Linked DNA regions of Oryctolagus cuniculus: region 2 is linked to region 1. The links are chromatin contacts, called in public Micro-C maps. All regions are on one chromosome and are shown on one strand. The core of a region is the stretch at or near the end of the contact, and the rest is flanking DNA. Distances in the headings are between cores, read along the strand shown. Region 1 holds the start of UBE2G2 (ubiquitin conjugating enzyme E2 G2). Region 2 holds the start of LRRC3 (leucine rich repeat containing 3).

Region 1 (4,087 bases), core at 844-3,343:
GAGGAGTCCAGTTTCAGACCCACAATTTTGGGGCCCCACTAGATACTGTACCAGGGTTTTTACGTCCCCCCAAAACTTGTGTACCCAGCATGTGTGAATGTGACCTTATTTGGAAATGCAGCATTTGAAGTCGCTGATCACCAACGACTGATGTCCTGATAAGGGCAACACCACCACCGTGCGTGCGCGCACACACACGCGTGCGTACACACACCCCTGACAGGCGGGGTCAGAGGTCGGAGTTCCGCCACCAGGAGCCAAGAACACCGAGGACTGTGGGCAACCACCAGGGGCGGAAGAGACAGGGAAGGAGTCTCCCCAGAACCCTCAGAGGCAGCACAGTCCTGCCAGCACCTTGACTGGAGACTTCTGGGCCCCAGAGCGGGAGAGGACAGAACGCGGGCGCCAAGGGCCGCGCTGGCAGCATTGATCACGCAGCCCTGGGCCTGAGCCCTGGACAGAGGATGCGCGAAGCCTCCAGAAGCCTGCAGTGAGGCGTCTGCGGCCGCCTCCTGTCTCTTCTGACCCCGTGGACCTGGGCTCATCACTCTGCCTGGAGGTCAACTGGCTGTAGGCGCAGGCGCCCGGGCAGAGTCTAGCTACCGGTCTCCGTCCTGCGATTACTCCCAAAGGCAGCGAGCTGGCCAGAACGTCCCTCCGACCTGCCCACACCCTGTTCAGGGGCTGCCTTCTCCTGGGACGTGCTGAGCACAAGCCACACGCCCGGCCAGTGCTGAAACCTCACCGCGTGTCCGGGCCGCAGGGGCAAGGCCTCTTCCGTGCTCAGCGTCCGCACACTGCGTCCGCGTGTTCATCTTGTGTCACGGCCAACACAGTGACCACTTGGCGGGTGAAACAATGCCCATTGATGACCTCACAGTTCCCACGTGTCGGACGTCTGGGCCGAGCAGGGCAGCCGGTTCTGTTTAGCTTCCCAAAGCCAGAATCAAGATGCTGGCCGGGCTGCCGCCCAAGTTTACTCAGCGGCTGGCACGGTGGCTGCAGTGCCACGTGGCTGGAGCAGAGGCCCCAGGCTCCTGCCTGTTGGCCCAGGGCCGCGGGGCAGGCAGCCTCCTCCCGCCTTGGTCCGTTCAGGGCAGAATCGCCTCCCTCTAGACTCAGGAACTTAATCGTATCCCTAAGCCCCCACTCCCACTAGTTTGGTGACGGGGCCCGGGGTCCCGGGGAGGCATCCGTGGAGCCCCGCCCTCCGCATCCACCCCGGGGTTTCAGGCAGGGACACACAGCACAGCTCCGGGCCAGCGGCTCTAGGGCTCACGGCTGCAACCGACAACCGGGCCGAAGCAGGGCCGGAGCTCTGGCAAGGACAACAAGCGGGGAACACCTCTGCCGGCGCGCGTCCCGCCGGGAAGCCCGAACTCCACGCTGCAAGGCTGGGTCGGGCGGCACGGGCGCAAGGGGGGCTGCCTTCGGGATACGTGAGCAAGTCAGCACCTGCTCGTCCAGACTAGGGCCAACGGAACCAGAACGGAACCAGACCCCCGGCCCCGCCCGGGCTGCCCCAGGGCAGGCCCCGCCCGGGTCCTCCCACAGCCGCCGCCGCCCCGGAAGCGCCAGTGCACCTGTGTCCACCACTTGCTTCTACGACACTCGCTGTTCTACCCAACGCCCAAGTTCCTCCCGACAGCGAGCGCGGGCTCTGTGCGGCACCCGCCGCGAGCCGGGCGGACGGGACGTGGCGGGGCCCGCACCGCACCTCACGCCTAGTCGGGGGCTCCCGACCAGAGAGGCGCCGGCGCCAGCCCAGCTCCGGAAGCCCCGGCCTGACCGGCCCTCGCCTCGGCGCTCCCGCGGCCGAGGGCCACCGCGCCGGGCTCCGTCCTCGGTCTCGCGCACGCGGGCGCCCCGTCCCGAGCTCCTGCGCGAGGCCCCGGCTCCCCCGGGTCCCAGGCCGCAGCCCGCCGCCCCGGACTCACGTTTGTACTCGGCCATCAGCCTCTTGAGCGCCGTACCCGCCATGGCCCGGCGACAGCTGGCTCAGCGGCCTCGCCGCATCCGCGCTCGTCCCTCCCGCCCCCTCGCGAGGGACTTCTTCCGGGTCGCCGCCGTGGGCGCGCAAGCCCTTCCGGGGCGAGGCGGGGCGCGCATGCGCGGCGTCGCAGCAGGGCTGAGCCGGTGTGTGGGCGCCCGGGCGTCTTCCGGGCGGGGCTCGGCACCGGTGGGCGGCGCGTTCCGGCGTCGGGGAGCGGGGCCGCGCCTCGGGGCTCGGCCGGGAGGAGGGCGGAGGCCGCAGCCCGAGTTCCGGCCCTCCCTTCCTGCGCCCAGTGTGTGCGGGCCGCGGTCCCCGGCGCCCGCCTTCTCTGAGGGGCGGTCCCGTCGGCCCCGGCGCCCGCCTTCCCTGAGGGGCGGTCCCGTCGGCCGCCCTGTCGGGTGCTGGGGGCCCCGAACTCGCCCACCGCGGCCTGCCTCCTCCGTCGCGGAAGGGACTCCTCCCGCGGGCGGCCGTGGCCTCCGTCGGCGTGGTCGAGGGCGGCAGAGGACTGTGGGGATGTCCGTCCTCCACGGCGGGACGCAGGCGTCCTCGCTGTGCCCCGGGCGTCCCGCCTGCGCGGGTCTACACACAGAGCTCCTCGGGGCTGCCGGCCACGCTCCAGCCCTGGCGTCCAGGTGTCGTTTGCTACTCACCGATGGCACTGTTTTGAAAAACGCGGGTTGGGCCGGCGCCGCGGCTCACTAGGCTAATCCTCCGCCTGCGGCGCCGGCACCCCGGGTTCTAGTCCCGGTCGGGGCGCCGGATTCTGTCCCGGTTGCCCCTCTTCCAGGCCAGCTCTCTGCTGTGGCCAGGGAGTGCAGTGGAGGATGGCCCAGGTGCTTGGGCCCTGCACCCCATGGGAGACCAGGAGAAGCACCTGGCTCCTGCCTTCGGATCAGCGCGGTGCGCCGGCCGCAGCGGCCATTGGAGGGTGAACCAACGGCAAAGGAAGACCTTTCTCTCTGTCTCTCTCTCTCACTGTCCACTCTGCCTGTCAAAAAAAAAAATGCGGTTTGTAGCTCGCTTTGTCACCGGAGGGAAGGCCGTGGAGGCCGTGGGTTCTCGTCTTCCAGCAGCAAATCCAGGCGTGAGACAGAGCGGAGTGATGAGGCTTCACTGGGGACAGGCACCGGTCAGGACGGAAGGGACAGAGAGCGCCCAGCCGCTGGGACTGGGGGCAGCGAGGCCACGTGGCTGAGTGGAGGGACACACCTGGGCAGGCCAGGCGGGCGGTCAGCGCAGAGCAGAGGGCCGAGCGCCGGCGGTGGGGCTCCCTGGGTTTTTAAGGGCGTCTCTTTACCCCTCCCCCTCTCCTCCTGGACAAAGGGTGGGGAGTCCTGGCGGAAGGGTTTATTGGGTGAAAATTAGCAAATTCCTCCCAGATTCGCTGGCTCCTGGCAGAGTAGGGGGGCCCCCCTAGGGCGTCTGGGAAGGCTTTAGTGCCCCGCGTCCTCAGGTCAGGAGCCCCTTTGGTCCTGAGGAGAGAATTCTGGGAGCTTTCCCCGGGGCAGGGCTGGGACCCCCTGGGAGGTCTCCAGGGCCCGGGCAGGACTTTGGAGTGGGGGACGCTGGGCTTCGGGGCTTCCGTAGCAGGTGCTGTCTTCAGGTCTCTCTCTCTCTCTCTCTCTCTCTCTCTCTCTCTCTCTCTCTCTCTCTCTCTCGGCTTCGGGGCTTCTGTAGCAGGTGCTGTCTTCAGGTCTCTCTCTCTCTCTCTCTCACACACACACACACACACACAGAGGCTAAATCCTGACTTCCTACCTAACAGTATCAGGATTAGTTTCATGTTCAAGTGGTGAAAACCCCCACAATACGAGTTGATCACACGATGGCCGTGGCACTCCTAGGTGGCGGTGCCGTCCCTGCCGGCAGGCTGTGCGTCCACTGTAGTCCGCGGACTTGGCGGGTGAGCGAGTCAAGCCCGCTTTCCCCGCCTCCCCGAACCCTTCGGCTGTGCTCGCTCACGGCTTTGTCGCATCTGGTATTCCGACTTCCTCAGCGCCAGGCTGGTATCCATTCACTGCATCCCAAAGCAGACGAGCAAAGAGGCGGCCAGTTGTGCAAAGGAGAATACAACGTGATGCCCCATTAACA
Region 2 (4,087 bases), core at 480-2,979, 220 kb before region 1:
AAACCCAGCCGGCCCCTCTGGCACGCCTCTCGGCACGCGAGAGGAGGGACGACGTTTCCATAATTAACAAAGTCCTGGACGCTGGACGATCCACGCGAAAAGGAAGCTTGCGGCCCTGCCTCGGGCCATGGTCACTCAGAACGGGGCGCCCCAACCATGAAGCCCCGGGGCTGGGGGCTGGGCCAATATCTCTCACACCGTCAGCCCAGGCACCACCCAGAAAACACCAGTAACCGGACGTTAAAAATTCTGCTGATTGAAAACCGTGAAGATAAAGAGAAAATCCCGAGTGACACAACGTATTCGGGAGCCCCACACCTGCAGGGCGCCCCAGACCTGACCACAGCTTCCGGAGGGCAGGCGGACAGCACAAGTCCCAAGCTGCTGGGACCCCAGCCACCGGGGCGGTGCGCACGGAGACCAGGTGGAAAGGAGACGGCTCCCAGAGCCGGGCAGGATGCGGACACAGAGCAGAACCACGGCCGCGCATCTGAGGACCACGTGACGTCAGACGGGCCGAGGGCATGGGGAACACGTGACGTCAGACGGGCAGAGGGCAGGGACCCGAGGAGCACGTGACGTCAGCAGGTCAGAGCGCACCAGGAGCCGGGCAAGGCGGGAACGCAGGTCCTCCGTGGCCTCGGCGTCGTCGGGCGCGTCCCTGGCGCTGACCCCTGAGGAAGAAGGGCGTCTGTCCACCGACCTGTGCGGCCTTCCGGTCCGGTTCGCCCGCACAGCCGCCCAGCACCGCGCACCACCGCACGAGCCCATTCCGGAATAACCGCCGGGCGCAGACGTCCCGCACGAGTGCCCGCCCGTCACGGCGGGAACCGTCGCCGCAGGGGCATGAGTGACCCAAGGAACACGTCACCCTCGGGGCCAGCGGGCCACGGGAAGCCTTGCGCGGCCTCGCAGCTGCGGACCGGAGCGGGAGCCCCGCGTCTGAGCACGAGGTGTGCGCCGTCCACCGAACTACGGCGCGGGCTGGCTTAAGAACCCCTCGGGCGGCCAGACGCGCGCCACACCCGAGTAGGGGCCGTGGGGCAGGGGCCCAGGTGCGCGGGTTCCTCCCCGCTCCCCGCTCCGCACCAGGCCCGCGACGGACGCCCAGCAGCCGGAGCGCGGGGCAGGGCAGGGGCAGGGGCGGGGCAGGGGCAAGGGCTGGGCGCAGCCGGAGCTCGGGGCAGGGGCAGGGGCGGGGCAGGGGCAAGGGCTGGGCGCAGCCGGAGCTCGGGGCAGGGCAGGGGCAGGGCAGGGACAGGGGCGGGGCAGGGCTGGCCCACCCAGGGTTGGTCCCCCGGCCGCATAGCCCCGCCTCGTCGCCAGCCCCGCCCACCGCCCCTCCCTCCCGGGGTCTCAGGACCAGTACGCGTGCTCAGCGGTCTCAAAGCTCCGCCCCTCGCCGCTCTCAGGCCCCGCCCTTGGCCTCGCCCACAGTCCCCGCGGCCTGCTGGGTATCGGAACCCGCTCACGTCCTCAACTGTGCCAAAGTCCCGCCCCTCACCGCTCTCAGGCCCCGCCCCATGCCTCCGCCCCGCCATTGGCCCCGCCCACACGCCCGCTCTCAGTCCCCGCAGCCCGCTGGGTGTCCGAATCGCTCGCGTCCCCGTCCCCAGCTCCGTTTAAAAGCCCCGCCCCGCCCCGCCCCTCCCTTCCCACCAGCTCCTGCTCGGCCCCGCCCACGGCCCCGGCCCCGCCCCCGAGGCCCCGCCCGCCTCTCTCAGGTCCCGCCCCGCCCCGGGCGCCGCCCCGGCCGGCCGCGCAGTCCGAGCTGCGGCCTCCGAAGCGAGCGGGCGTGGGCAGAGGGCCTCGGGGCGGCCACGCGGGGTGTGGCCCCGGGTCCGCTGTGAGAGACCAGGAGCGGCGCGTGGAGCAGCCTCTGGCCGGGGCCGCGCAGGTAAAGCCCGGCCCTGCCCCGCCCCACCCCGAGCTTGGGTGCCCCCTCCCCGTCTACTCCTGGGGGTCCACTGCCCAAGCCCCCGCCCGGGGTTTCGCGCTGCCCCAGGTCTCCATCCCGCGCGGCCGCGCCCGACCCGGTGTCTCCTTCCCGCTGCTCCTCGGGTGTTGTATTGATCAGGCTGTATTGATTATTGATCGCACTGTATAGATCAGGTTATTGACCAGTCTGTATTGGTCATGCTGTGTGGACTGCTGATCACGACGCTCTTCAGGGACTGTCTTCATGGGCCTCCTGTGGCGCCCAGAGCAGACTGCCCTACCTTTTGGTCAGCGGGTGGCCCCAGGGGCTGGGGCTGGGGCTGGGCCTCCTGACGGGCCAGCCTCAGGGGTCTTCCACCATCAGCCCAGGGCCGCGGGCCACACCAGCCTCCAAGTCCTCCCCCTGCTGGTGCCCTGTTCCCCACTGGGGCGGGATGGACAGACCTGGCCCGGGGACCTCCTGCCTGCTTCCTCTTCTCTTTCAGAACTGAAGGTCCCTGCTTTTCCTGACGGGTCTGCGGTGGACAGGCCCCCCTCCCCGCGGTGGACAGCGCAGAGGAGCCAGCCGCGGCCCTGGGCGAGCCAGCATGGGCCCCCCAGGCAGGCAGGGCCCGCCTTCCCTGCTGCTCCCGGCCCCCGCGCCCTGCCTCTTCCTGCTCTTCTGCTTGCCCCTGGGCGCCTCCTGCCCGCAGAGCTGCCAGTGCCCGGACCACGCGGGCGCCCTGGCCGTCCACTGCAGCGCCAGGGGCCTGCAGGAGGTCCCCAGGGACATCCCGGCCGAGGCGGTGCTCCTGAAGCTGGATGCCAACCGGATCTCCCACATCCCCAATGGAGCCTTCCAGCACCTGCAGCAGCTGCGCGAGCTGGACCTGTCTCAGAACGCCATCGAGACCATCGGCCCCGCCGCCTTCTCGGGCCTGGCCGGGGGCCTGCGGCTGCTGGACCTGTCCCACAACCGCATCCGGAAGATTCCCAAGGACGCCCTGGGCAAGCTGAGCGCCAAGATCCGGCTGTCCCACAACCCCCTGCACTGTGAGTGCGCCCTGCAGGAGGCCCTGTGGGAGCTGAAGCTGGACCCCGACTCGGCGGCCGAGATGGCCTGCCACACCTCGGTGCAGGAGGAGTTCGTGGGGAAGCCGCTGATCCAGGCGCTGGACTCGGGCGTCAGCTTCTGCAGCGTGCACAAGACCACTGACGTGGCCATGCTGGTGACCATGTTCGGCTGGTTTGCCATGGTTATCACCTACATTGTGTACTACGTGCGCCACAACCAGGAAGACGCCAGGAGGCACCTGGAGTACCTGAAGTCCCTGCCCAGTGCCCCTGCCTCCAAGGAAGCCGTCAGCCCTGTGCCCTAGCGTCCACTTCGCACCGACCCCACCTGCCAGCCGCCTGCACCTGCTGTGGGGTGGTCGGGGAGGCAGGCGCCCAGCGTGCGTCTGGAAGTGGTCAGTGCTCAGAGCCCAGGGCACAGCTGCTTGGGGAGAGGCGAGGGACGGCACCATCAGGCAGGATCCAGCTGTGTGGACGTCCACACGATCTCCACACAGAGCTGTCTGCAGCTGGCACTGGCCAGTCCCCTGCTGACCCGAGGACGTTCGATCTGGATGGTGTGTGCCCAGGGTTTTCGGGAGCAGTCAGTGGGCCCTGTGGCTCACCCCATCTCCCCTTGACCTTTTGTGAGTTCTCAGAGTTGAGTGTCACCCTCGTGTCCAAACCTCAGCCAGGGTGGGGAGGGGGATGTGGAGACAAACCTGGGAACAGTCCATGTGGCTCCTCTGGGGGCAGCGTCGGCCCTGGCCACCTGCACCTGCTGGATCGATGGCCATGGACTGGGGCCACCCCGTGCCTTGCTCTTCTACTCACTGGTGTCTAAACAGCCTTTCCACGGGGAGGGGGCGGTCAAGGCCAGCCGGCTGAGGCTCCCCTCTCTCCGGTGACAGCCGCTGCCCCTCCTCACCGCCGCTGCCAGGGTTCTTGGCGCTAACTCGGCGCTCGGCTCTCTTACCCGAATCACTCGTGTACAGGGTAGGTGTCACCTCCACCCACAGGGCGCTGATTTCTAATTTTACTTTTTACCGTCTTTTTCTCTGCGTGTTTGTATTTTACTGGTTGAGACGTCGTCGGGGGAGGCAGGAGGCGTAAGTCG

The links. Hi-C and Micro-C count contacts between places; a contact is called where the count stands out from the background.
Region 2: a Micro-C map of ear pinna shows a contact between it and region 1, with 2.4 times the contacts expected there. The contact joins the promoter of LRRC3 here to the promoter of UBE2G2 in region 1. A contact is called at or near these places in 3 of 6 Hi-C or Micro-C datasets (ear pinna, skin fibroblasts and an unstated tissue).

The regions. Positions count from the first base shown.
Region 1 is chr4:1,769,626-1,773,712 of mOryCun1.1, reverse strand. It overlaps UBE2G2 (ubiquitin conjugating enzyme E2 G2), which reads right to left and starts at 2,093. Exons shown (of 6, transcript XM_051839980.2): 1 at 1,938-2,093. The coding sequence starts at 1,980.
Region 2 is chr4:1,989,405-1,993,491 of mOryCun1.1, reverse strand. LRRC3 (leucine rich repeat containing 3) reads left to right here and starts at 1,729. Exons shown (of 2, transcript XM_008252307.4): 1 at 1,729-1,897; 2 at 2,424-4,021. The coding sequence starts at 2,526. The coding sequence ends at 3,296.